5 separate regions of the Mus musculus genome follow, and all the other regions are linked to region 5. Evidence: chromatin contacts called from public promoter capture Hi-C data. All regions are on one chromosome and are shown on one strand. Each heading gives the region's core, a stretch centred on a gene start, on an enhancer-like site or on the middle of the called end of the contact. The rest is flanking DNA. Distances are from core to core; before and after follow the strand shown.

What was found. Promoter capture Hi-C pulls out the DNA fragments that hold promoters and counts their contacts.
Region 1: a promoter capture Hi-C map of hematopoietic stem and progenitor cells shows a contact between it and region 5. The contact joins the promoter of Fam118b here to the promoter of Ei24 in region 5. A contact is called at or near these places in 14 of 39 promoter capture datasets (3T3-L1-derived adipocytes, the C10 cell line, the HPC-7 cell line and 9 more), 4 of 115 datasets of contacts at active chromatin or transcription factors (embryonic stem cells, extraembryonic endoderm stem cells and microglia) and 1 of 9 other capture datasets (liver).
Region 2: a promoter capture Hi-C map of pre-B cells shows a contact between it and region 5. The contact joins the promoter of Srpr here to the promoter of Ei24 in region 5. A contact is called at or near these places in 13 of 39 promoter capture datasets (the 3T3-L1 cell line, the HPC-7 cell line, cranial neural crest and 8 more) and 5 of 115 datasets of contacts at active chromatin or transcription factors (astrocytes, embryonic stem cells, large pre-B cells and 2 more).
Region 3: a contact with region 5 is called in a promoter capture Hi-C map of liver, with 5 times the contacts expected there. The contact joins the promoter of 4930581F22Rik here to the promoter of Ei24 in region 5. A contact is called at or near these places in 4 of 39 promoter capture datasets (the HPC-7 cell line, cranial neural crest and liver) and 1 of 115 datasets of contacts at active chromatin or transcription factors (stem cell-derived neural progenitor cells).
Region 4: a contact with region 5 is called in a promoter capture Hi-C map of stem cell-derived epiblast-like cells, with 3 times the contacts expected there. The contact joins the promoter of Cdon here to the promoter of Ei24 in region 5. A contact is called at or near these places in 2 of 39 promoter capture datasets (the 3T3-L1 cell line and stem cell-derived epiblast-like cells).

What each region holds. Positions count from the first base shown.
Region 1 is chr9:35,266,304-35,271,712 of GRCm38.p6, reverse strand. It overlaps Fam118b (family with sequence similarity 118, member B), which reads left to right and starts at 3,908. Exons shown (of 8, transcript NM_194257.2): 1 at 3,908-3,990. Rpusd4 (RNA pseudouridylate synthase domain containing 4) reads right to left here and starts at 3,832. Exons shown (of 7, transcript NM_028040.2): 1 at 3,635-3,832; 2 at 3,146-3,311; 3 at 1,547-1,748. The coding sequence starts at 3,823.
Region 2 is chr9:35,209,631-35,214,972 of GRCm38.p6, reverse strand. It overlaps Srpr (signal recognition particle receptor ('docking protein')), which reads right to left and starts at 3,770. Exons shown (of 14, transcript NM_026130.1): 1 at 3,568-3,770; 2 at 2,898-2,981; 3 at 2,462-2,625; 4 at 2,093-2,253; 5 at 1,687-1,843; 6 at 1,437-1,590; 7 at 1,138-1,226; 8 at 918-1,036; 9 at 700-786; 10 at 241-413; 11 at 1-155. The coding sequence starts at 3,684. Foxred1 (FAD-dependent oxidoreductase domain containing 1) reads left to right here and starts at 3,918. Exons shown (of 11, transcript NM_001291448.1): 1 at 3,918-4,166; 2 at 4,808-5,028. The coding sequence starts at 4,082.
Region 3 is chr9:35,112,777-35,118,168 of GRCm38.p6, reverse strand. 4930581F22Rik (RIKEN cDNA 4930581F22 gene) reads right to left here and starts at 1,441. Exons shown (of 6, transcript NR_029475.1): 1 at 1,329-1,441; 2 at 1-800. It overlaps St3gal4 (ST3 beta-galactoside alpha-2,3-sialyltransferase 4), which reads left to right and starts at 1,305. Exons shown (of 11, transcript NM_009178.4): 1 at 1,305-1,471. LOC115487216 (a long non-coding RNA gene) reads left to right here. Exons shown (of 3, transcript XR_003948311.1): 3 at 881-969.
Region 4 is chr9:35,450,085-35,455,777 of GRCm38.p6, reverse strand. It overlaps Cdon (cell adhesion molecule-related/down-regulated by oncogenes), which reads right to left and starts at 3,702. Exons shown (of 19, transcript NM_021339.2): 1 at 3,601-3,702; 2 at 2,845-3,117; 3 at 1,329-1,475; 4 at 312-455. The coding sequence starts at 3,673.
Region 5 is chr9:36,794,300-36,800,146 of GRCm38.p6, reverse strand. It overlaps Ei24 (etoposide induced 2.4 mRNA), which reads left to right and starts at 2,813. Exons shown (of 11, transcript NM_001199494.2): 1 at 2,813-2,934.

The DNA of each region.
Region 1 (5,409 bases), core at 2,659-5,158, 1.5 Mb after region 5:
GATCCAAACTCAGAATAGCTGAAAGGGCAGCAAGTGGTCTTAACCCCTGAGCCATCTCTCAAGACCCCATATCGAATTTTAAAGGGCTCCCCTGATTACAAAGTTTATATACAATCTCTGAAACAAAAAGGATATTCAAAATGTAGAATAATATAAATCGAATATAAAATCATAACCCAATAGGAAAATAGCCAAGGAGAAATAGTCTCTTTTCAAAAAGGGAAATTCAAACAGAAAATAAACACAAAAAAACCCTATCTAAATGGCTTTTTAAAAAATGCTTTGACTGGCATAAAGTGAGTGTGTATTCACCACTGCTGGTGAGAGGTGAAACTGACACAACATTTTTGGAGAGCAATTTAGATACTATTAAAATTTTAAACATGAACTGGAGAGAGATAGCTCAGAGGATGAAAGCACAGAATGCACTCCCAGCACTGATATGGCCGCTAACAGCCATCTGTAATTCCAATTCCAGGGATCCAATGCCCTCTTCTGGCAAGCAAGTGGTACACAGACCAAAACCCACACACACACACACACACGAAATAAAAATTCATTTCAAAGGAATACTAAAAAAAAATTTTTTAACATGCATACTATTCAAAGCTGCAAGTCTGTTTTTAAAGGAATATGCTCTAAAAAACACTGCTACAGAACAAGGTATGGTGCCTCCAGCACTCAGAAGGCAGGAAGATCAAAGTTCAAGGCCAGACTGAGCTACATGAAACCTGTCTCAAAAAACAAGTCAGTAGCTATGGAGATGGCTCAGCAGATAAAGCTGCTTGCTTCTAAACCTGACAAACTCAGTTTGATTCCCTGGAACCTACAAAATGGAAGGAGAAGAATAGACAAGCACATGCCCAAGTACTACAGACAGACAGGCAGGCAGGCAGGCAGGCAGCAGACAGACAGACAGACAGAAACACAAATAAATGTTTAAAAACCAGCACTGGGTAGAGTGGTACCAGCCTTTCTACCCAGCATTTGGGAGGCAGAACTCTGGGAGTTCAAGTCCATCCTGGTCTATGTAGCCAGCTCCAGGCCAACCAAAGTTACAAAGTATGGCTTTTTATCAAAAACAACCAACCACCAAACCAATCAAACAAAAGGGGGTGAGGAGATGGCTCAGTGGGTAAAGTGCTTGGTGCACATGCATGCTGATGAGCTTAGAATCCTAGCATCCATGGAAAGCCAGGGTATAGCAGTTCACGCCTGCAACCCCGGTGTTCAAGGGGATGGAGACTAGCAGATTCTGGAGGCTAGCTAGTTAATCAGTGAGTTTCAGGTTCTGTGAGACACCCTATGTCAATAAAATAGGGAGCGACAGAAAAAGAACCCTGACTTCTCCAAGTACACACACACGTGTGCACATAACCACTATCTTATCACCCGACATTCCAAGTACTAAGCTAGTTCATATACTCTTTGTTATCATCATGAATTCTAGTACGGTGACTTCTATTAACAGTTCTGTAGTGCAGTGGACAGATAAAAGGGATGCGTTTCTTCATTCCACCCCTAGTGACAATAACAGGCCTCATACCAGTACTTCTTTTCCACCTGGCGGGTTCTAAATAGCTCCTGGACTTGATGTGCCATGTCCTTCTCCCAAGCCAAAACCATTACACCTGTGGTTTCTTTGTCCAGACGGTGGCACAGATGCAAAGGTTCTGCCTTGTGGCCATGAAGCATCTTTGCCAAGATGGGCAGTACATCACTGATGCAGAGCTGGACTCCTGGGCCACCTACGGAGGAAAGAGCCAGAGGCTGGAGAACTCTTCTTGAGAGAACAATCTCTCAGTCTTGAGATAATAATCACCTTTCAATCTTGACAGAACAAACAATTGTCTCCATTTTCTACAGTTGTGCTATGAACAATATGGTGAGGATTACTAATATTAATAGGCCCAGAGATCTTAGCTATAAAATGAAATGCAGGCCAACCATTTCCAGACTATAAACTCAGAACTTGTATTTTAACAAGCACCCCAAGGGCTCTCAAGTAATAAGTCTGGGAAACACTGTGACTTTCTCTTCAGAGTCTGTGGGCCTGAGAGGCTTCACTGAAGCATTCCCTAGAAGAGAGGCTAAGAAGATGAGCTCTAGCTGAGTGATGGCGGTGCATGCCTTTGATCCTAGCACTCCTAAGGCAGAGGCAGTGAGATCTTTATGAGCTCAAAGCCTACAGAGTTAGTTACAGGACAGACAGGGCTATACAAAGCCCCTTCTCAAAACAAAACAAACAAACAAAAAAGATGATGGGCTAAGATCAGACATCCCTGGATTTTACTATTTGTATTCACCATCTGACCTTTCCAGCTTTGTTATCTATAAAATATAAATACCCGAAACAAATTATCCTCAACAACTAGAAACTTAAGCAGAGAATAAATAGTAAGGCAAGAACTCGTTACGAAACCTAGAGGAACTGCCACCAAAGGAGTGATTTATTCCAACTAAAATATTTTTTTTTTTGCTAAAATATTTACTTTCCTCCTGCAGACCTTTGACAAATGTTTTTTTTTTTTTTTTTTTTTTTTCCCTTTCAATTCTGACTCACTTCAGCCGTCCCCCATCAGAACACTCAGCAGCATCAGGACATCTATTAAGTTCCAGTCCCTCTGGGGTTACTGTGTACCGCAACCGTGTGTATTATTTCCTCTTCCCAGCCTTGTCTCTCTACCTCTCTCATTTTGAAATGAAGTTTTGCTGCTGCTGAGACTGATCTGAACATGAACACCGGATCCTCCCCTAGACCTGGGGCGGCAGTCGCACACTGGCTCCCAACTCCTTTTTCGTTGTTGTTTTGTTTTAACCACTTTGATGGAAAATAACAGTTAGCAAGTAACTTTTTGTATTTCTCCGCATCGATTCTTGTGGGTGGCTGTACACAGCCCACAGTGCAGAACTGAGCTTCTGTATCTCTCTGCAATAATTCCTGTGGGAGGCTGCATACAGCTCACTGTCAGGTATCTGCAAGTGGGGACTAGACACTGGTTTGTTACCAGTAGTCACATACATGGGATAATAAGGTTTAATTAACTTGAATTCAAGAGTGTCTCATGAATAAAGCTTCAGGGGTGACCCTAGATGGAAGAGGAAGCAGCAGCAGGTTTCTCTCCTTAGCCCACATGGCTCTTACCATGGACAGGGAGACCATAGGGTTTATTAATGACCACGAGGTCGTTGTCCTGGTGGAGAATCCTTCGGCTCAGTTCCTTAGCAAGCACATTGGGGTGAACTCGCTGCAGCTGCTGTGTGAATCGCACTAGTTCCTGCACTCTCCGCTGAACGGGGTTTGTAGGCACCTAAGGAAAGAGAAAGGTGGAAAAAGCTTAATGAAGGAGTGAAGCGCTGGGAATGGCCTTAAGTGCGATTTAGGTGGAAATCCGTGGAATGACTGTACTGTATAATTTGACTCATGTTTCCTTTGGGACCATACATAGCCATCTGTCTTATCTGCATACCCACGCGGTGGGTCTGGCAGTAGCAAAAGTGCGGTATTCCGACTACCACACAGAATATTCTCAACATTGATGTACTTGCTGTTACAGGACCTGCCTACCACACCCCACACCTAAGAAAGCCGTGAGAGCATCGCTTCTCGGAAGTTGAGTCTCTCTAGACTCACCCGCACTTCCTTTGCCTTTTGCTCTTGTTTCTGGGCTCGGAGCTTCTCTGCCAATCTCTGAGCATTCAGGGGCCTAGAGGAAGTAGCGCTGGAACAAAACGACCAGGAGCCGGGAGTGAACAATCTCCCGGGACGCGAACTCATACTCAAAAGCTGGACACCAGGCGTACGCAAGCAGGGCGCGGCCATCTTGGCGAGGGCGGGGCCGGACAGCGCGGAGAGGAGGAAGGGGGGGGGGGTGGGCCCTGCTGATCACGTGGGCAGGTAGCCTACGGGTCACGTGGGGCGGTGCGCGCTCAGTGCGGCTGCGCCGGCCGGTAGCTGCAGCTGGAGCGGTGGCGTTTGGAGCAGACGCGGTGAGTGTGTGGGGAAGCCAGGCGAGGGCTGGGAAATGCCGGTGCCCCAACGGTTTTCGCATGGCCCGGATCTCCATTCTTGGAGAGCACTGCCCTGGCAAGCGTGTCTCGCTTCGGGGCACGACTCCACGCAGAAACACTTCCCCGCCCCCGCGTCCTTAGAAGTGAAGCTGGCTGCTCCTCAGTCTTTACCGGCACCTGTCTGGTCCCTCTTAGCAACCAGGTCCTCGGCGGGTCCTCAGAGGGACGTGTGGTGTTCTTTCTCGTTTTCTTGCCGCTCGTCCTCCGGAGATCCCCAGATCTCTCATATTCCAACCTCCCGCTTTGCGACTGCCAACCCCTTTGTTTCGCGTTGTTTGTAGCCAGTCCTCCCGAAGATGACGGTTCTTTTCCTTCATCCAGGACCCCCGCCCCATACGTCCTACCTCGAGAGCGCTACGGGTTTATACTGACCTTTCTCTAGAGTTCGTTTCTTGGGGTCTCCTCTTTCTTCCCTTATCTACTCTTCCCAAGGAAAGTAAAGAGCTTTTCCCCCTTTGCCTCCTTTAGTCTTTCCTTCCATAGCTTGAAACCGTCGAACCCTCTCTCTCTCTCTCTCCCTTTCCTACAAGAGACTCCCGAACTGCAAACGACGACTCTCCTATCGCCAAAGGGCAGCTGGGAATATGAACAGCTGTTTTGGAATGGTAATCTCGAAAACACCTTGGGATGCGCATGCCGTTTGCTGGGGAAGCTGATGCTGAAGGGATGTCGTGAGAACTAGTGACTCTTCCCTCAAGATAGCCAGATTGCATTTCAGTTAGAGAATGAATAGTTGAATTAGGCTTGGGTGTTTCTCCCTCCAAAATGAATTAGCAGAAGGAAACCACATGTGAAACAGTTGAACAGGTGAATAGCCTCAGAAGACTAGAAGTTGAAGAATTTAAACTTCATGTGATAGTTGGATCTTTGAAACTTCTTGAGAAATCCCTTGCAAGTGGTATTGTAGAGAGGAATGTGGCAATACAAAGCAGGACAGATCAAAAAGGAAAGTATATCCGGGAAACCAACTAGGCTGCTGTAATGTAGATGATCATTAATGAAGCCCCGTCCCATTCCGCGGTCTTTTCCCCCCTGCTAAGTACTGTCCTTGAAATGTGAATTACCAGCTATACAGTCAAGGTGTGATGTGAATTACTGGAGGACTTCTTTCATCCCCAAACCTGTTAATATAGTAAGCTCACAAATATTTTATGTGGCTGCAGTGATTCTGAGTTAGGTTGGGTTGTTGTTTGCTTTCTGTCTGTCTGTCTGTCTGTCTGTCTTAAAGGTCTCACATTGTAGACCAGACTAGCCTCCAATTCATGGACCTTTTTCTCTGCTTCCCTAGTGCTAGAATAAAAGACTACACCCCCACACACCCAGTCTGTTTATGAACAT
Region 2 (5,342 bases), core at 2,521-5,020, 1.6 Mb after region 5:
AACTGCACCATCGTACGGCCACCATGCTTCTCGGGGGGATGGAGGGCAGTCAGGCGCCGGGTGTGTGTACGAAGCTGCTCAACAGCCCCAGCCCGAAATGTATCACAGGCAGCAATGAGGACACTAAAGCCATTCTCTAAAAGCCAAAAGGAAATCTGCAAAAAAGTTAAAGAAAACTGTCACCTAGACCCAGGATTCGAAAGCACAGGGTGGAAAAGCAGGCTGTGGAACTGAGCTGACCTTGGCAAGATTGGTAGACTTCCCTACTCCATTAACACCACAGAAGGTAACAACATAAGGGCGCTGGCGACGTTGGGCATCCATGATATCCCGGAGCATGTCTACACGACGCTGTGGCTGTAGGATCTGTACTAGAGATTCCTGGAGAGCTTGCTTGACTGTTGAAGTCACAGCTTAAAAGGGGGATGGATGGATTCAATCATAAAGTCAAATATACTTGATACCCAACATCTTTCTGAACTAATGGAGTTAAGACCATAGTAGGTTTTCCCTCAGAATTCAGATCACACTGTTCTATTACTTTATTATCTCAATTAACTGTCCTGTTAGGTCCTAAAGGCTGTTCTATCATAGAAGTTTGGGAACTCAAACATGTGTGCCAAAAGGCACATACCAAAGCTGTCTGACTGCATCACCTCTGAGACGCACGAGCACTTTGTGACTTGTGGAGATACTTACTGCTAAATGTCCCCATCACTTTCCCTTCTAATTTGTTGGCAACAGATTCACAGAGCTGGACAGCAATGTCAGCAGCCACATTCTTAGCTGAGAAGAGAAGGACAGCTGTGAGTTCCGAGCTAACAATGATCGGGTCTCAAGAGCACAGCTTAGAAAATGGTTCTATTCCTAATGAACTATGTCATAGTCCGTCAGTCAAGCCAGTCCTCCAGACTCACCAATGAGATGATCACGCATCTTGTCTAGCACAGATTCCATGTCTTCTCGACTCAAGCTCTTGGAACCCACCAGACCCTTCAGCATCCCAAACATGCCACCCAGAGTTCCCTTGGTAGCACTACAATTACAGAAGATCACAAGTATGCGTTAGGCCAGCAGGCAGGAGGTATGGGTCATCAATTCTGCATCCACACCACCTCCCACCTGAAATCCTTCTACCTAGGCTTGGTATTTTGAGTGGCCCCTTCATCATCTGAGCTGCTGCAATCCAGATCTTGAAGCTGTCCCCCAGGCCCAGTTCCTCGAATCTAGAGAACACAGGCAAAGAAAAGAGGTGTGATCAAGAACACTAACAGCTGAGGGGAAGAGCCCAGGATATACCCTGGCAACATTATTTGAGACCTTAGAAAAACCCACATATAGTTCATTCCTCTCTCAAATCCAGATATACCCTCCAGATGTTTCCTTCCCAATTTCTGGCCAATGGTGATCTTCACTCTGACCTTTATGCATCTTACCAAGTTGATATCTTCAGAAAGGGCTGCCTCTGGAGTTCCATTGGTGGTGGGAGTACTGTAATCCAAGACTTCCTTGTTAGCACAGCCACCTAGTTCCCACACCCGGGGTGCTTTTTTGCCCTTCTCCTTTGGAGTATCTGACTTTGTAGATTTACTGCAAAGGATGACATAGGAAGGAACATGAGAGGAGAGTCCCCTGGCCCCAGCACAGCTGGGTAACAGTCACCAGAGACAGGGTAACAGTGCTGACCTGGATTTGTCCAGACCCTTGCCATGCTTCTGAATGAACTCCTCTCTCTTCCTACGGATCAGCTCCTCTTTGGAAAGTTCTCCATTCTCAGGTCCCGCTGAGAGACCTGACTTTTCTGCAGGGGCTGTTTTGCTAGTAGCCAAAGTGCCATCAGAACCTGTTAAAAGAAACCTCACTGGAGGAAAAGAAACATAAATCCCAACCACCCAGGTAATAACTACAGTTCTTCCAAATCCTAAAGAGCAACTTGGACCAAACACCTTGGAGACTACAATGCCTCAAGGGAGTGATAGGGTGGTGAGCATTAAGTTAAAGGAGGCTAGCAATGTCAAAGAGTACCACAGAGTTTTATAATACTATGCTAACATCTTGTATGCCCTAGCAGGGTCAGGAAACTCAAACACACCTTCCTTTTTGGCCCCCCTTTTTTTGTTGTTTTTTGCTTTTTCCTTGGTCTTTTCCCCCCGTGTTTCAATCATGGACCTCACAGGTTTCTTAGCTTTTTCAGAATCTTCAAATTTCTTCATGGTAGTGGGAGCACGGATCTTACTGCTCTCCTCTGCTTCACTAAAGAGAAAAGAGACTAGTTGGTCTTTCTACCCATACAAGAGGACAACTCTGACTTAAGAAAAAGATCCCACATATCAAAAGGACTATAAGAAACAAGCTACAAAATGTGACTGGTTTGAACCCATGTAAATATTGATGCGCCACCGACAGGCAGGCACTCTTAAATCATGAAAATTTTCCCTTTGAACGGAGGAAAGCCTCTCACCGAAGGAGCCGCAGGAAGTCATTTTGGAAATCAAATGTGCCATTCAATAGACTTAAAGCACTCTGTTGTTGGATCTCTGTGCGATACTTATCCCGGAACAGTCGGTGCACATCATCTATCAACTTGTCTACATAGGTCAGCGTGAGGATCTTCTGAAAGCCAACCTGTTTATGGAAGGAGACGGAGCCAATAGATCTCCTTACATGCCAGCCCAGAATGGAAGGAAGCCAACTCAACCCAAGCCTCCAGAGATAGGTTTCCTGCCCCGGGAGAGCCAAGCTTACAATCTTACCCAGAAGTCGCTTGCTTTCTCCCCTCCACATTCCTAACTTTTTTCTATCACTTTATCACATACACAATACCCACAATTAATTAGGTTCATCAGTGGGGATGCTGTTGAGAACATAACTTGTCTTTCTAACATACCCCCACTTACCACAAACACCAGCTCAAACTGGTTGTCCAGTTTATACTTGAGTGTGAGAGCCTCATGAGTGAAAGAGTTGTTACCGCCCCGTTCCTGGAAAAAGAGCGTTTCAGCAGTCAGGCTACATCCACAGCAAAACCAGACTTTGGACTACGTTTGGGAAATAACCAGATATAATCCTGCCCTCAACAAGGGAGTTCTGGGACATTTCTAGCACCCCGTGAGAAAAAAAGACAGACAGACAGACACCAGGTAAGGACAAGGGGTAAAGCTGGGACAGGAGACAGGACACGTGGGAGCCAGGAAGTAAACAGTCATATATAAACAATCAGATCTTCTAGCAGCTGTGAACCATCTACTGTTCCTGAAAGGTGTTCTCGCATCCACAGTTTCACCCAACGTCAAAACAGCAGAAAACCACGCTGCTCGGATGAGTGGAGAGGGAGTTCGAGTCCATTAGGACGCCAGAACGTGGCTAGAGCCCCGGAAACGGGAGGAGTGGGGGGCGTCGCAAAGTTTCGGGATACTGTGATCCAGGCAAGGAAGTCGATCCTGGGTGGCCGGTAACCGACCAGTTTGAGGAGATCAGAACGGAAAGTGCGGAGTGACTACTGGAAAGGGGACCACAGTCTGGGTCTGAGGGACGACAGCCCGGAGTTCTGCCCCGCGGGGGTGGTACCTGCAGCAGTACGGAACGAATCAACGCGTTGACGGGCCCGGTGCACGAGTCGCTCACGCCCTGGAAACACCAGAGCACAAGCCCGCCCTTCGAGAAGATGGTGAAGAAGTCAAGCATGACGGAAGCGGGAGAAGACTTGAGGCCGAGACCGGGGCCGGGAACTCGGGCCGCGTCCGCCGCCGCCGCTTCCTGCTGCGCCAAGCGCGGGACACGTCACACCAGCAGCCCCCGGAAACCGGTTCAGCCGCACTTCCGCTACGAGCCTCCGTGGTCCCGCCCCTTTCCCGCTCAGGGCGCGCGAGATGACGTAGACTCAAGCCTGACCAATAGCACACAGGGGCGGGACTCCAGAGGCGATAGCTCCCCTATAGCGTGGAGGGGTGGAGCCTGAAGAGCACTGCCGGCTAATCGGCGCGTTCGTGTCTATTCCCCGTGGCGCGGACCGATGACAGGAAGGACAGAGTCGGCTTGAGGGGAACCCACCTCAAGCTGAAAGAAGCCGGGCTCTAAGGCCATGTTTCGCAGAGCGCTGCGTCTTGGCTTGGGCCCGGGCCTCCCATACCGGGGGCTACGCACACGCAAAGGAGGCTTTACTCTGGGTAAAGCTGAGGGCAGCAGTGGTTCTGGGGAGCCCAAACCCTCCATAGATGTGACCTTCAAGGTTCGACCCCCTGCCTCGTGCGGGCGGGACAGCGAGTTAGCTGGGGGAAGGGGTAGGCTTGCCTACTAAAGGTCAAAGAGCCGAGGCAAGTGTATGGCTCTCAAGGAGGCACTTCCCAGTGGACAATGCCATATAAATGGAAGCTTGCTGGCGATGATGGATAAGGATAAGAAACCATTACAAAGGTGCCCGGCTTTAGAAGGCTGTGCAGTATGAAGTATACTAGGGACTCGTTCCCTGGGCCTGGCATATCTGAGAATGGGGTTCAGGAGGGAGAGAGATCTGCAAGAGCTAAATAATGTGAGTCACATCTCGCTTGATGGGGAAACAGAAAGTAATTTCAGGAAGTTGAATCTTCCAGTGTTAGAGATCCATGATATTGGGGCCTGGTGGGACAAAGACCAAACAACAAAGTTCTAACAATACTGCTGCATATGAGTTGATCTTATGAGAAAGGATGACATTGGAGGTGTGGCAATCCAAATGCCTATTTCAGCCCCCCTTTTCCTGTACCCATCCTCCAACCCCCAACCACGCAGAAAAGAACATAAGTCATCTAACTGTAACTATGTCCTGCAGACTGGGATGCAAAGGTGTCTGACTTTAAGAAGAAGGTTGATTCCATCCTGCCTGGAAAGAAATATGAAGTGCTGTATGACACCAGCCACCTGCCCCCAGAACAGGCGGATGTGGTCATCATAGGAGGTGGGATTCTTGGTCTGTCTGTGGCCTTTTGGCTGAAGAAGCTGGAGAGTAGAAGAGGTGCCATTCGGGTGCTGGTGGTGGAGCAGGACCACACGGTGAGGTCAGGGAGTAAGGGCAGTCATCTTATTGAGGACACAGACTGTGGCATTGAGGGCAGGGACTGTGCTTTGGACTTTGGAGCTTAAGAAATAGTTCCAGGCTCTTCCTCCCTCAACAAAGACCCGCAGCAATAACATTGTTTTGTTGGGGAAGGGGAAGAGACTTTGCTACTGTTGTTTAATCTCTTTGGAGATGGGGTTTCAATATATGGCTGAAGCTGGCCCTGAACTCAGCATTTTCCATTCTGTGCCTCCCAAGTGCTCCGATTACACGTGCTCCAGAACATTTACCCATACTTGCTCCTTGAAAA
Region 3 (5,392 bases), core at 192-2,691, 1.7 Mb after region 5:
TTGTCTATTCCCAGCTTAGCTCCAGACCAGGACATGAAATGTAATAAATATTTGTTGAGTGACTAGGTGACTGTCAGGCCAAAGGTACCATTCAAATAAAACTAGGTTTTGGTGAGCTGCCAAAGAGCTTCCACCTATGCAAGGTATAATTCAGATGGAAACAGCCGGAATGGAAGAAGCTGGAGGCCACCTCTTCGTTTTGTTGTGAATTGGAGAGTCCCAACACATGAGACCTCCAGCTTCCCCTGACGATGACTTTAAACTCCGTTAAAACCCTGGGCACTTACTGTCAGTTATTCACATCTTACTTACACTTAGTCACATCCTGTGCCGCCTGTTTCTTGATGGGAGTCCAGCACAACACCCGCCACCCCTTCTCTGCAACTAGATAGCAAGCTTCCGGGGGAAGGGGGACTGGATCTAATACTTTCCTTGTAGCCCCAGGGTGCTCAAGCTAGGAACTGGGTAACACTGTGCTGACTCCTGAAATGGACAGTCCTGCAGGGTGGTTTCTGCACTGTTTGCAGTCCAGGCAATTCTAGAGCCCACGGCATCAGGGTTAAAGGCTTGAAGGGGTTTCCTCTGGAGACAGGATGCCTGGCGCCTTCAGCAAGAACGGAAACTGAGAAGTTATCCAAGGCTAAGAGAGGGTATGCAAAGGAGGAAGAGCTAAGGGAGCAGTTTGGGGCGCATAGGCCGGCCTGGGGCAGAGAAAAGGCTCGTCAATTTAGGTCACCTGACTGCCATGAGGGCATGGGAGGATATTGGAAGGATGGACTTCTATTCCTGTTCTTGAGTTTCTGTAGAGAGAAAAGGATACTTTTTTTTTTTTTAACCGCGCGGGGACAGCAAAGAAGCCTTTCTTGGTTATTGTTTCCAGGAGAGCGTGGGATCAGTGCTAGAGGCAACGTTGGGCATACTCATCTTGGAGCCATTCACAGGCAGCGCTTGCCCTGGGTTTGCCCTCACCCGATCCAGCCTCCCGCACCCCGGCCGTCTCTCTCCAGGCCAGGGAGGCCTCCAGGCCAACCCCAGTCTCCCCGCGGCCTCACACCCTCGCCCTCCTTCCTCTGCGCCCTCCCTCCCTCCTTACTCCCTCCTTTCTCTGCGTCCTCCCTCCTTCGGCGCGCCCTCCCTCCTCGATGCCCTCCCTCCCTTCTTAGCTCCCTCCTTTCTCCGCGCCCTCCCTCTCTCGGTGCGCCCTCCCTCCAGCGCGGCGTTCGCGGCTGTCGGCTTCCCGACCGTGTGCGCAAGCGTGTCCGGCCCCTTCCCCGCCCCCCGCCCCCCGCCCAAGCCCTGGCCCCCGCCTCCCCTTCAGGCGGACTTGCCCGCTCCCAGGCCGGCCCCGCTCCCGGGACAGGGACCGGGCCGAGCGGAGCCACTGCGCCAGTGCTGCCCCGCCAGTCGGGGCGCCTAACGGATCGGAGCTGCGCGCGGATTTACCTCGCCCCGCCCCGCTCCACCCGCGAGGGTGAGTACGCGGCAGCCGGGCTCTGGGGCCCCGCGGCGGAGGGCGGGGAGTGACGGGGCTGCGAGGCTGCAGCCTCCCGCCACGGCTCGGAGAGGTGGTCGGGGGGCCCCGCACGTGGACGCCACGCTGCACGGGGTTGGTGTAGGGTGGCCACAGCCCTGGGGAGCTGGGTCCCTTGCTTGGACTAGATTTTCGCGGGAAGCCTGACTTGTCTCGCTCTCTAGGAGTGAGTGAGCAGGACAATCCTCCGGAAAGTTTCTAACCCCCAACCCTGTCGCTCTTGCGTCCTAGCTGAATGGGTGACTATCACCTCTAGCATCCTCCGAAGTCAGGACGTGTGGGCTGGCTTTGCTAGAGGTGACAAGTTTTGCAGGGTCTGCCTGTGTGCTGGAGTTGCAAGGTCGCTGAGGCAAAGCCCAAAGGTGGGCTTGCCAAATTGCAGGGTGGCTGTGTCCAGGGATTAGGGGGGGTCTTTGGGCCAACTGTGCTTCAAAGTTGCCTGGGTAATGGGCAGTGAGAAGGCCTAGGATAAGACTGAGAAGTTAACCTAGAGCTGGGGCAGAACCCTTGTCTATGTCTGTTCTAGGTGCCTCTCTGAGACCCTTGCTGGCTGAGACCTATGGGCAGCCCCGAGATGCCAACGTGTCTTGTACCACTGCCATTCCTCCCAGACCGAGGGGTAGACTTTCTGGTTTATGAGTCTGATCTACTCTGTTCTCTGTCCTCTAGGCTAGATCCTCCCCCCCCCCTCCCCCCGGTCAGGCTTAAAAGGCTAGTCTGGGTTTGAATAGTACCACAGTGATAGTTGTCTCTCACAAGGGGCACACACCAATACCACAGGGCAGGGTCAGTGCTACAGATCCCACTTGGCCCCTCCAGGCCTCTCTACCCAGGGGGTTGTAAACGAATTGATATGTGTAAGTATCAGGGGTACAGAGGGAATGTTGTGAGTTTGCTAGTGAAACACCATCCATAACCTTACTTTCCCAGGCACCCCTAGAGTGCTACCTAGGAGGTGCCAGTCACTTAGGGCCTCAGAAATAACTGGACATGTTTTGTTCTGTTGGGAGTTGGTCTGCAAACATCCTTTGAGAAAACTGACACCGCTCGGCTTCCTCAAACTTATTCTGCCTCTGCCCTACTCTGAGCATCCCCTATGGCCTGTCCTGTTGCATAGGGGAAGGCATCTTTGGCTGCTTACTGAACCCTGGGCCTCACCTCCCACTCATTTCACCCTCCTCAACACATCCGATCCCCCAGCCCCACTACAGCAAGCCAGGAGTTGGGCCAGTCCCCAAAGATTTCAAGGTGATGATGGAGATAAAGAGAGGTATGCAGGCAGAAGTCATAAAAGTAAATTAGGGACTGGGGGTGTGGTTCAGTGACAGACGGAGCTGCCTACAATCCCAGTACTGGGGGGGGGGGCGGCGGGGGGGGGGGAGGACGGACAACGACACAAGGAATGCAGTTGGTAAAGTGTTTACCTGTCATAAACTCTTTAAACTTGATCTCTTAACATTGCCTAAACATATTGTGGTGGTACCTATTTATAATCCCAGCACTCTGGAAATGTTATGCCAGCATTTTGACTGTAGATCATCCAGGTCATCTTCTGTTCTATGTGGAGTTTGAGGCCAACCTGAGCTACATGAGACCCTGTCTTAATAAGCCCCTTCTGGAGTTATTCTCCAAGGTTATTCTGGGATTATATCTCTCCAAGATAGAGCACTACCTTGCTATCTAAGATGGTTAAGAGCACTGAGTGGTTTTACAGGGGACTCAGGCTCAATTCCCAAGTACCCATATAGTGACTAATTCCAGTTCCAGGGGATCTGACCCCCTCTTCTGGTTGCCACAGGCTCAGGCATGCACGTGGTGCACATAAGTACAATACACACAGGCAAGACACTGATACACTTTTTCTTTTAGAGTTGCCTGCTTAGGCTTTAAACAGAAGGGACTATTTAGCTTAAGAGTGGGTTGCTGCTCAGAGAGAGGAAGCCCCCATTCCACTAGGAGGCTCAGGGTGAGGAAGCCCCCAGTGCCTTCTAGGCTCTCTTCTGTTCCCTCTCTTGCTCCCTGCCCTGAACCAGTGACTCACCCACAAAAGCACCCTGGCCCCTCTACCCTGTCAGTTGTTTTAGTGTCATAGGATTTTGTTTTCTGGGTAAAACTAAGAATCAGTCCCTTTCTGGAATCATCAGAAATCCTGGGAAGGACCTCCTTTTTTCCCTGGGTCTGGAGGAACAGAGGTCAGTCCCACTTCTTAGCTCCATCTTGAGGCCTGGCCAGTCTGCAGTTACTCCACTGGACTGGCATCTGCCCTGGCTCTGCAGGCTACACCAGGCCTCTGTTCTCTCCTCAGAGTACCTGCCCCAAGGCTGCCCAAGGAAGTAAGAACCCTTGTTGTCCTGGTTCAAGGTTTACACCACGTTGGAGGGAGGACACCGCGACAGATAATACAAGACAATTATATTCATTGTATTAATACAGCAATTGAGAGCTGTCAGGTTCAAGACCACAGGCTTAGAGAGGGAGCATGGGGCCCTAAGAAGGTCTGGAGGCTGAACCTAGAGATTTTGAACAAGGTGGAGCTGCAGCCATTAGGAGATAGATTTGGACATCACAGGGCAGGACAAGCGAGGCTCACACTACCTGCTCCACTACCCAGTGTTGAGTTACCGATTCAACCACTTCCCTGCTAGGAACTGGTGCTGCTCAGCCTATTTCCTGTTTCTATTTCCTCTAGCCCTTAGGATCCCCCTTCTTCCTAAAGATCCTTGCCTCTCACCCCAAGATTTTAGTTTCCACAAGGAAATGGCTAGTACATGGCTGTAGTCATTAGCCTACACCTCTTTTTGTTAGCTTTTTCCAGAGAAGCTCCAAGTCATCTCTGTGTGTTCAGTCCCCCCCCCGCCCCCCGCAGGAGATGAACAGTGTTCCTCAACACCCCCATACCTTCTCCAGTCCTGAGGTATGTCTGAATAATACAGATGGAGGTAGTGGTCACACGGCCCCGAGGAGTATGAAAGCCTCAGTCAGAGCCTGGTCCGAAATCCACCCAACGGTTATGTTGGGCTGTGGTGTCCACAAGTGCAGCTCTTCCTACCTGATCCCCAGAGCTGCCATGCAGAAGGCAGAGGTGACTGTCTCCATTGTCAAGCCCTGGGACCAGCTGGAGGTGGGTCAGGGAGGAGGAGGAGGAGGATGCAGCTCAGCAAGGGTCTGAAGGGATGCTCAGTGTATGTGAGGAAGCCCAAGAGCGGTTGAAGCTTGAGGATAGCCTTTCCTGCTGGGCCCAAACGCACAATATCTCTGCTTTGGACCCAACTCTTCCTCCAGGGGTGAGTGCTACAGCTGCTATAGTGATGCCATTTGTACCCACAGTCTACCCTCTGTCCCATACCACTGAAGCACACTCTTAGAATAAAGAAGGGACGTAGGGCTGGGAATGGTGGTTCATCTATGTAATCCTAGTATTTCTGAGGTGGAGGCAGGAGGACCAGGAGTTCAAAGACTGTAGGCCAGCCTGGATTACATGAGGTGGGTTTTTTTTGGTCTTGTTTTGTTTTGTTTTTTTTGTTTGTTTTTTGTTTTTTGTTTTTTTGACTCAATTTACTAGGGCTAGCAAGATGCTTCGGTGAGAAAAGCACTTGCTACGTAAGCTTGAGGGCTAGCTGGGCAGTGGTGGCGCACACCTTTAATCCCAGCACTTGGGAGGCAGAGGCAGGTGGATTTCTGAGTTCGAGACCAGCCTGGTCTACAGAGTGAGTTCCAGGTTCCAGGGCAGTCAGGACTACACAGAGAAACCCTGTCTCAAAAAACCAAAAAAAAAAAAAAAAAAAAGTTGAGGGCCTGAGGGAGACTTGTGGGAGGCCAGACTTCATAGCCTCTGTAATCCCAGGGCTTTTATAGTGAGGT
Region 4 (5,693 bases), core at 2,453-4,952, 1.3 Mb after region 5:
TTTCCAGAGGGCTCGGATTCTACTCCTAGCATTCACATTAAAGCTTACAACCATCTGTATGTCTACTTCCAGGGAATATGAGTGCTTCTTCTGGCCTTTATGGGCCCCAGGTATGTACCTTGTGCATTAACATACATGCAGGCAAATAAATACCCATGCATCAAGAAAAATAATAAATTTAACGTTAAAATAAATAAATAAATAAAACCAGGACTGAAAACCGTGCTGAGCTTTCCTTTGCCAATGCTGCCTGAGGTAGGCCTGTGGGGACTCTTCCTTCCCAAGCCACCAGCATCCTGGCAAATACTTACGACTCACAAGGAGCTTCCGGCCAGTGGGCTCAACCTTCAGTTCACTGGTGACAGGGTTATAGGCAGCACATTTGTAGGATCCCTTATCCTTAGAGGACACATTCAGAACCTGAAGGTTTCCTGAGGGAAGGATTATGTAGTTCCCTGGGGAAGGTAGAAGGATGTAGTCAGGGCCTGGGGATGCAATTCGACTGGGAGAATCTTGTCTAGCACAAAGCCCCGAGTTCAGCACCAGCATCCACCACATGATATCAGACGCGGAGGCACACGTCTATAATCCCAGCACGTGAGAGGCAGAGGAAGGCCTGTCAGAGGGCCAAGGTCATCCTCACCTGCAGAGCTCCAGGCTCTTCCTTCCTACAGACCCCACAACTCAGCTGGAACTAACAGCCACTGTTGAGCTTTACACAGAAGACTAGCAGTAACTTCACAGCCAAAGCAGCTTTGTTACAAAGGAGAAAGAAAAGACAAGCCCAGCAATCCTCACATAGCAACACCCCAATTCAAAACCCGTTAGCAGACAGTCACAGAGCCAGAAAGTCCAAAACCAAGACACGATGAGCACAAATCCATGTGGACACATCACAACCTAGAGCCACACAGTGTTCAGCCACTGGCTACTCAACATGTTTCTCGATAAATACACGAGGAGTAGCTGTCCTCAGCCAGTCATGGCATGGCAATGCAGAGAGCAGACAAAGGCCCTGCATAAATGCACTTAACATTCCAGTATGGAGGATGAGGTGGCAGATAAAGGGGTGTCTAACAGCCTAACAAACAAAAACATGTACGGCACACACCAGGTGTGATACACTTTACCAAATGAAGGGAAGAAAGTGACAGATCATCCTATTTATACACGCCCCTGAGGGACATTTTCTCAAAGAAGTGGTATTTAAATAAGGCACTGGGAGATTATGGGGCGAGTCCTGGGAGTAACCTGTACTAATGTAACAGTCTAATGTAACCAGCTGTCTCAGCTTCCTCCTCTGAGAGCACACCCCAAACAGGACTCACCTGTGGAATGCTTCAGCCACTTTCCCCGGATCTTATAGCGCACCTCAGCTTTGGGGTTACTCTCTGGTACCCTGCAGCCAATGAAGCCTGTGTTTTTCTCTTCTGCAGTAATAACGTGCATTGTTGATGAATCGAAATCACCCAGGGCTGAAATGAACAAGTAAACAAATGAATACAAGACAATTCAAAGGAAGCGTAAAAATTGGAAACGTGAAATGGCCGTTTGTGCCAGCCGATCCCAGTCCTGAGGACGGCAGGATCTTTCTGGTTTTCTGGTTTTGGTTTGTTTGTTTGTTTGTGGGCAGGTTTCATTATACAGTATCATGTGGCTGAAGCTAGCCTCGAACTTGTGATCCTCCTAACTCAGCCTCCCGCTGCTAGGATTACAGGTGTGTACCCCCACAGCCAGAAATAACATTTCTTGTTTTTCCATATGAGAAAGCCGCTGGAGCAGAAGGCGTGCTTGAGGACTGACAACTACGTCAGGACACAGAGGTTTTCAAAGCCACTGCCTTCTGGGAGCTGTAAGGAAAACAAACTGCTCCAAAGCCACCAGAGAGAACTGCAAAGCATACTGACTCCCATTCTGTCCGGACAAATCCTTTCCTATCCACAGGGATGTTCAGGCTTCGGGGAATGAACCCAGGCTGCTGTAAAGCACAGTAGCCCACGGCACCTGGATGCACCGGTCTGGTCTGGTGCTGCCTCCTCTCAGTTTAAACAGTTCACTGTGGAGTGAGCAGGTTCTTCATTATCCTCACCACCCGAGGAAGCCAGCTGCCTGCCTCCAGGAAATCAACCCTCCAGTGTGTGTCTTGGAGCTGTGCATGGGTCACAGCTCTACAAAAACATTTACTCTTCTCAGTTATGACAAACTCACTACTCCAGGGCAGTCCAGATTGGTTCTGTAAATAGGGGTGCCCTCACAAAGCCGTTTTCCATTACTGGCAGCCATCGCCACTTGAGAGGCAGATGGCTCAAACGTACTAAGAAAAACCACGCATTCCAGATTTTCCATAAGTTCAATTCTTCACATTCCTTTCTTTACAGTCAGTTTTTTTTTTTTTTCTCCCTGCTCCCTTGGCCTGGTTTAAATTACATAAATTACAATACCCTGGCAATCGAGGGAAATAAAACAATTAGATGTGAAAGAAGGATGGAGGGCTGCATGACATAAATGAGCGTCAAAGCCAACTGATTGGTCTGTATTGATATTAAGGGCGTTAAAAGATGCTCCAAGAGACTGCCCAGACTCCACACTAGAAAACTGTCCTGTGCTAACTTATAGAAATCATCTCCACTATGACTAGAGATTAGGCCACTAGGCTTGGCTACAGAGGTTCCAGTATCTTTCCCCAGCTATCCGCAGTCAAAGAAAGCTTAGGGTAAGAACTCGGACGCATACAAGTCTCACATCAGTGCCCCAAGTTTTTCCCATTATGAAAAATGCAGCACAGAATAGAAAGCTCCTGGATTTCAAGAAAAACAACAGATAACAAGATCAAACTACACTCACCTGCAGCGGACACTGTTGCGGGGCCGCTCACAACGGCACCAACGCTGTTGTTGGCAACGCACTGGTAGCAACCAGAAAGGGAAGGGTTAAGAGACAGAATGGTCAAAGTCCCCCGATGAATCTTTATCTGTTCTGTGTTTCTGTCCAACCGTTTTCCATTATGCAACCATGAGATTCGGGCAGTAACAGGTTTAGCAGAACAATGTAGGACCACGGGTCTACCAAGCTTCTGGACAGCAGAGAGTGGCTCAGAAATAAAATAAGGTGCCAAGTCTACAACGGAACGTTCCCGGGTGTAAACCGGAGATACAAGGAGGAAGGTTCAGAAAACAGAGAAAAAAATACATTAAATACTTTTCATCTGCATCTATGACCAAGACAGTCTTTCATCTCTATATGTGGTAGCTCTTAATCCTGATAATTCATAGGTCCATCTTCCCCATCCCCCACCCCCAGTTTTTGAGGCAGAGTTTCTCTATATAAGAGTCCTGACTGTCCTGGTTTTGATTGGTGGACCAGGCTGGCCTTGAACTCACAGAGATTCGACTACCTCTGCCTCCCCAGTGCTGGGATTAAAGATGTGCCATTATGCCAGGCCCGTACAGTTTTTTGTAAACAGGTAATAAATGCTGCTCAATGAATTATACACACACACACACACACACACACACACACACACACACATCCTCACATAAGTATAAAGCAAAAAGATTAAGAAGAAAGGCATCAGCCCTGGCCTCATCATTCTCCTCTTACCTGAGCTCACAGAAGAACACAGAATCACAAGAACATACAGCAATGTCCATAAGGGTCCGAGGTCTGGATGCATATCGCCCAATTACAGAAGTAGGCTGGGAAGACTTGCAGAGAAAGCCCAGGCCTCCGCTTACTGAAAAACATTCAAAACAGAAAGAAAACTTAAATGCTAAGAATCCCAGCATCTTTAAACTGATCACCTCATCTTAGGTTCCTTATGACCCCTGTCTTCTCAATCCACATAGAGACTAGACACTAGAAGGGTTAGAAGCTTTATTCCTTCTTCTGGGGACTAGGATATTCCACTACTGGTGAACTACTCAGAGCTAGTGGAGATCACACTGAAGTGGGTCAAGAAAGAAGCACCAAGAGACACTGGGCCCTTGAGAGATGGATAGGGCAAGGTGGGCGATGAAGATATTTGATTGTATTTGAGACACCATCTAGAAGCAGAAGCAAAGGAATTAACACAGGCCAGAAGATGAAGTCTGAGGTGCAGAGCCATGCCAAGGGTAACTCTTGGGTTTGGTATAAAACAGTATAAAGAATGTCTATTTACTAGAGTAGAAAATCCAGAAAGTGTGATACAAGGTGAAGGGGAGAGTAAGCAGTTCTGTGTGCCTGAAGAACACGTAAGATTATCAACTGGGCATATAGCTGCTACCATAAAGTCCAAAGTTGCTTAAATGAGTCATAGGGAGAAGTCAGAGCTGGAAATGTAGATTTCAGATGTAAGAAAATCGGACATAACCTCAGGCTTTCTATGGAGAATATGCTTGGAGAACAAGCACCTTTAGAGACTGAACAGAGAAGGAGCAACAGCGATGTAAAGAAAGAAGCAATGAACAAGACAAACCCAGGAGAATGCCCTCTAGTAGTCAGCAGAGTAAGCTCAGCTGCTATCCAAAGGGTACGATGCAGATGGCCCGTAATGTTGACAAGAGTGGTTCAGCAGAGAGAGGCTAACTTAATGGGAATGAAGGACATGTAGATAGCAGGAGACAAAGGGAGAGAAGGAAGGACAGACACTTCCCAAATTCTGCCATGCAGCAGGAAAACTGGGAGAAACTGGCAGCCGACAGATGAATGGCTCTGACAGATATCACCCGAGGGAAAGGCGCTTTCTCTGATTGATTTTGTTGTGGTTGTTTTTAAGCTAGAGACAGTAGAGTACATTTAGAAAACTTTCAAGAAGTCCATAAATCTCAGGGCTGGCAAGGACATGGAGACAAACCACCACATAGATGATGGCTGAAATAGGACCAGTGAGTTCTTTTTGGAGACAATTTAGAAATATGTATCAAAATCATTCATTCACAAAGCAAATGTTTTTCAATAGTAGATATCATCCTAAGAGTTAGATGTGGGGCGATTTTTATTACAAACATAGAAATAAAATAACAGACATAAGTTTAAGCCTTACATTCTAGTGGGGGAAATGGACAATGAGAAGATACCAATAAAATGAGTCGGTTTAACAATGTATCTTCTAGAGATGGCCAACTCCTTCTAAAGCCTGGACATTTTTCTGCTTTGCTCTCACCCGTCTAATCTGATGACATGATGTATCCTCCTTAAAACCAAGCATACTTAATGTTATAAAGTTCCACTTTCCAGAAAAAAAGCATTCTATCGTGTCCCTTAGAACAAAAGTACTACTCCAATATAATGAAACTTCCATGTGTGCAATCATATTTCATAAAATCTGACACTGCACTAAGTATGTTCTAACTATCCTGTTTGTTCCTTCACTCATTATTTACTCCTATGCCTAATTTTTAAAAACAATCAGCAAAAGTGTACTAAACCCTTCCTCTGTGCTAGGCGTTATGCTGGGCACGGTCATCAGGAACCTCTGCAGATCCTGCCCTGTGTTCCTGGTTGGCCAGGGCTGGAGACGGACTGTGGAATACAACCTAACAGAATGACTGGCTATAGTAACAGCAGCTCAGCAGTGAGCAGTTGTCTGCACTAAGAAGGGCCATATTCACCGTGTGAAAACTGGGCAGTGAAAGAAAGCATAGCAGTGAGCCTCTGAGTCAGTGGCTTGGGATCTGCTCACCTGTGCCTTGGGCTTGAAAGCCTACAAAGGC
Region 5 (5,847 bases), core at 1,564-4,063:
TTCCTGTCCTGACTTTAACTCATTGACAGAATGTGATATAAAACTGTAAGCCAAATACATTCCTCTTCAAGCTGCTTTTGGACATGATGTTGTATTGTAGCAATGGCCACCTCACTTATGCTATATCTGAGAGGTCTGGGCATTTGTTTTGCCATTGACTTTGACATCTGGGTTTCAGGTTCTTTCCACGTAGGAATAATAATAATAATGGCTTATAATAAGCATTTGATTCTATAGATGACCCGATCAGTAGCAGGTCTAAGCATTGGTGAAGGCAAAGGGAAATAAGAAGAAAAAGAAGTGAAGAGCCATAGAAGAGATTGGGAGTAGGGAACAAAGTCTTCTAGAAGAGGCAGAATAGTTCAGAGAGTAAGCAAATAGGCCACCCTAAATGATGCCATTTTTCTATAAGGGCAATTGTGAGCTAAGAGCACTTAAAAGTGAAACAAAACCAGCAAGAAAGGAGTTCTCTTAAAGGTGGGGCCAGAGGAAGACTAGTCAGGTCTCTACCACTGAGCTACACTGCCAGGCCAAGAGGGGCAATTATCCTCTCCTTTCCCTCTTTTTATTTTTTGGTTTTTCGACACAGGGTTTCTCTGTATAGCCCTGGCTGTCCTGGAACTCACTTTGTAGACCAGGCTGGCCTCAACTCAGAAATCCGCCTGCCTCTGCCTCGCGAGTGCTGGAATTAAAGGCATACTCCACCACGCCCGGCTTCCTTTCCCTCTTAAAAGCAGGGAGTTGCTGCTCTAAAAGTAACTTGAATAGGAATTTGAAGGGGATGGGAATTTAGCTCAGTGATAAAGCACTTGTCCAGTATACACGTCTAACTGGGCTAGATTTTTAAAAAATAGTTAATAGGTGGGGTACAAACCAAACCTTATCAAAATGCGATTTTTTCTCTTTAGCCCCACCCACCACTTCTCTACAACTGCCATTCTTTGCACAATGGCATTTAAAAACATTTGGGCTGGGAACTGGTGGCACACTCTTTTAGTCCCAGCATCAGGAGGCAGAGGCAGGTGGACCTCTAAGTTCAAGGCCAGCCTGGTCCTCACAGCTAGTTCTATTTTCAAGACAGGGTGTTAGTCCTGGGTGTCCTCGAACTTAATTTTTTTTTTCCTTTTTGGTTTTTTGAGACAGGGTTTCTCTGTGTAGCCCTGGCTGTCCTGGAACTTACTCTGTAGACCAGGGTGGCCTCGAACTCAGAAATTTGCCTGCCTCTGCCTCCCAAGTGCTGGGATTAAAGGCGTGCGCCATGCCAGGTTTCGAATTTAATGTTAATCCTCAGCCTTCCCTGTACTGGAGCTAAAGGAGTGAGTACATCCCACCACACCCAGCCGCGAGGACTCCTAACCAAGATCTTTTGAGGTGGAAAGACTCTTTTTTAATATGAGCCACACCTCCTGTTGGCAGCCTATATAAAGAACATGGATGAAGGGAACTCACGCTTTCCTGCTTGCTCTTGCTCTCACTGGCAAGTCCATTCCTCCACTGGCAGTAGAGCCTACTACTTTGGGATTCCAGCGTGTACTGAAGACCAGCTTCGACACCCAGCCTTGTGAAGTGCACAACTGCTGAACTCTTGGACCTTCCATTCACAGGTAACCATTGTTGGTTTAGTTGGACCACAGCCTGTAAGTCATTCTAATAAACCCCATATATATTCATTAAGTTCTGTTCCTCTGGACTAAACTAACTGGGTGGTGGTGCATGCCTTTAATCCCAACACTTGGGAGGCAGAGGCAGAGGCAGGCCACCCTGATTTACAGAGTGAGTTCCAGGACAGCCGGAGCTATAGAGTGAAGCCCTGTCTCCAGCCTCCCTCCATCCCCCTCCAAAAAATAAAAGAAAACCCATCTCCAATCTTCTTCATTCCCTTCTCAGGGTTTATATGTCAGTCACTACTAACTCACTAGCTAACTTGTATGCTTTTCTTATACTTGACTCTTTCTGGGTTTTGTTTCTTAAATTCAAAGGAGAAACCTGAAAAGGGTAAAAGTGGCTTTTCCTACAGTTTCATGACAAGAAATTATGGAGCCAGGCTAGAAATGAGCCAGTTGAAAACAGCAATCTCTACTTGTTTTTTATCACAGCCATTCCATCATTACAATCCGCACTAAATGCTACCTAAGTGGTTGATGCCTTATATTCTGAATCACTCAAACTTCTGATCTCTTGCCTCCAAATTCCAAGTGCTGAGATTGTACTATCATGCCCTGTGTAATATAATTCTTGGACTTGAAGCCAGGGCTTTTTGCATGTGCATGATAACTGATTACTCTATTGAGTTTTTGTTTTTTGCTTTTGTTTTTTTCTGAATCAAGATGTTGTTACACAGCTCTGCCAAGGCTGGTACTTACTAGGTAGCCAAGGCTGGACTCGAATTTGGACCATTTCTTCTCTTCAGCTTTCCAAGGGCTGGGATTTCAGGTGTGCATCACCATACCTGGTTTATTAGTCTTTATAGAAAGCCTCCAAATTATCAAGGTGTCTCCTATTTTATTGTTTTCATCATTTGTTCTTAAAGGATATCAGAAAGACCAGCACTGATGTGTAGATAGATTAAGGAGGTTAACGATCGCTCAACAGTGAGAAGGGGTTTGACTAGGAGGCAACAAAGGTCTAGAATCCTGGACCTGGATACCCAGAATGAGTCTGGACTCTGAGGTCCAGCCAACTACAATTCCCAGGCTCCCAGACCACGCCCCCCGGTATGGCCCCGCCCTACCTCGCTAGCCCCGCCCCTGCCCAGCGACCGGCAGGCTGCCCGCCCGACTTCCCAGCTGCCCCGTGCGGCCCGGGCATGCCCAGTGTGGGCGCAGCCCCGGCTCTCCGAGCGCCCGGGCGGAGCGGGCAGCCGGGCGCGGAGCAGGCGAACCGAGCCTCGGTGGGCGAGCGCCCTGGCTGGAGCCGCGGCGGTAGGGTGGCGGGGTAGGTGCAGGCCGCGGCGGGCAGTGGGCTCGAGCCGCTTGCAAATCGCAGCCTGGGCGGCAGGGCCCATCGAGGGCTGGCAGGCCGGAGCTAGTTCCTAAGGTTCTGGAAGGGGCTGCGGCAAGGACCCCGGCCCCCGAAGGGCCCGGGACGCGAAAGGCGGCAGGGGCAGGCCTGGCGGCGGCGCGCGGGACTCAGGCTTTCCCCAGGTGCGGCGGGGCTATCTTTAGCTCCGGTGACCCTCAGTGAGCGAGGTCCGCACCTTGTGCGCGGCAGTGGCTGGGGAGGAAGACGGGTTCTCACCCCAATTGCCCCGACGCTGCGGGAGAGAAGGGGCCGAGTACCCCAGGTTGCCCAGGAGGCAGCCTGTGGCCGGGTGATGCGTGAGGGTGTTTACCTTTTCCCTACCTGGAGTGGGAAACACTGGCTTCCTCCCTTCCGGGACTTGAATCTGGTGGCTTCGGAATGAAAGTGCAGGAGTATGTCTCAGTAGGTGCTTAATCGGTTCTAAAGACTGTCAAATTTATTGGCCAGCAGTGTTTCAAGGTTTAAGGAAGGTGATGCTTGGGTTAAACAAAAATCCTCGTTGCAAAGCTTAAGCCAAAAAGTCCAGTCTCGGTTAGAACACTGAAGTTCCAAAGTTGGTTGTAATTAGCTTTCACTCACTGTTGACAAACCGTTTATATGTAAAATATTGTGAACCAGATGATGCATCTTGGTTTTCTCTGTTGTTAGAGCCCTTTGTGTCAGTCAGTGTGTGGTCTCAAATCGTGGAAGGTTATTTTTCTGCTTGTCTCAGCAATTTGTTAAACAGGGCAATTCATACCAAATGTTCTCTCCCATAGAAAAGTTGTTAGGCCCACGGTATAATAATGGCCTTTCCTTTAAAGGCTCTATTTGGTCACTGGTACTTTGTTAGTTGGTACATGAAGAAGCCGGGTATTAATCTGCCAAGGAGTCAAATAACACAGTGGTTCTGGGATATGACAGATTTTGAAGCTCCCTGTCTGGGCTCTTGGAGAAAACTAGAGTAATGGATTTTCTCACCTCAAGTCGGGTGTGTTCTTTAACAGGATTACATTTATCCAGAATTTTTTCAGCTTTGTTTATTCTGTCGTACTCTATCCCGTGAAGAATTTTAATATGCTACCCTTTATTTGTAGATGAGCAAGTTGTTGCTTAAGATGGTGGTACATTTGTGATATACCTTAGTGTCTTGGACATTTACTAGTTTCCTGGTCATGGACTGCTTTTTACCACAACTCCTAGAGCACTGGCTTTCTCTGTACACATGATTGAAGCTCTTGAGGTTTTCTTTTTCTGCTTTTTTAGGAGGGGGGAGTGGGAGTAGTAACAGATGTTTCCTAACCTTAGGAACTTCTCTAGGTGAGCACATTTGGGTAGGATTTGACGTAAGGAGCAGATGCAGGCAGCCTTCTGACTGTACTCCCTGTTTGTCCAGTTCTGAATGGCATCAGTCCAGTTGGGTCAGTGTGGTGCTGAAGTGGCCAGAGGTCAAGGAAAGTATCCTTTATGTTTTGAAGTTTGAGTTGTATACAAGCTGACTATTATATTTTATTATCTCTTAAATTGAAGATTCTAAGCTTGATTTGGTGGGGCATGATAACTTTGGAATCCTAAAATCTCATATTTTTGCAAGCAGACTTTCCATTCACCTGAGAGTTCACTTTAAAGAAATTAAATAATTGAGAGTCTTTGGGGGGGGGGCAGGGTTTCTCTGGCCCTGGCTGTCCTAGAACTCACTCTATAGACCAGGCTGGCCTTGAACTCAGAAATCCTCCTGCCTCTGCCTCCCAAGTGCTGGGATTAAAGGTGTGCGCCACCACTACCCAGCTGAGAGACTAGTATTTTAAGATTATTTATATATAGGGGCTGAAGAGATGGCTCAATGTTTAAGAGCACTAACTACTTTTCAGAGGACCTAGGTTCAATTCGAAGCATCCACAAGGCAGCTCACATTTGTAATATATGACTGATGCACAGATATATGCAGGCAAAACACTTATCTTCATAAAATTAAGTTGGTTTTTTTTTTGTGTGTTGTTGTTTTTTAAAAAGCTGGGTAGACCTCTTAGTTCAAGGCCAGCCTGGTCTACAGAGTGAGTTCCAAGACAGCCAGAGCTACACAGAGAAACCCCATCTTGAAAAACAAGATTTTCTAGTATGAACCCTCTTATCATTTTGGTACTAGAGACTGTGTATGCGAGGCAGGTTCTCTACTAAACTATATTCCCAATGTTTTGTTTTGTTTTTGAGAGAGTTTTTTAAATTATCCAGTTGTTAATTAATTCAGCTTGTGTAGACCTTGAACTTGTGCCTATCTTAGCCTGCCAGGCAGCTGGGATGCTAGGATTTCATCACCAGCCCTCAGTCTCAGTTTAATTTCTCTTGGTGTTGGGAATGGAACATACCGTGCAAGCACTCTACCACTGAATTGTACTTTTTTTTTCTCTATCAGTTCTTTTCAACATTTATTGTCTGTTTGCATCTGTTTGCATGACCTTGCATTTACATGTGAATGAGCCATGGCCAGTGTGCTTGTGAAGTCAGAGGACAACCCACCTGTAGGCTCTGCAGAAGACACACCTTCACCTCCCCAGCCCCGACTCTGAGTTATTTGCAGCTCTGTCAATTTATTAATTATAAAGCTGGGTTTTCCAATCAACTGAGAAATAATATGAGAGAAACCTTTACTATTCTTTAGTTTTTGCAACAGGGTCTCATGTAGCTTCCTTTAAATTTCCAATTTAGTGGATGATGACCTTGAATTCCTGATTCTCTTGCCTCAGCTTTTCTAACTAACCCTTACCATTCTAACCCTTCTAAAGACTGTTTACAAATGTGAACTTTATGACCTTTTGCTTGTTTCTCTGGCTCCAATGCATATTGAGT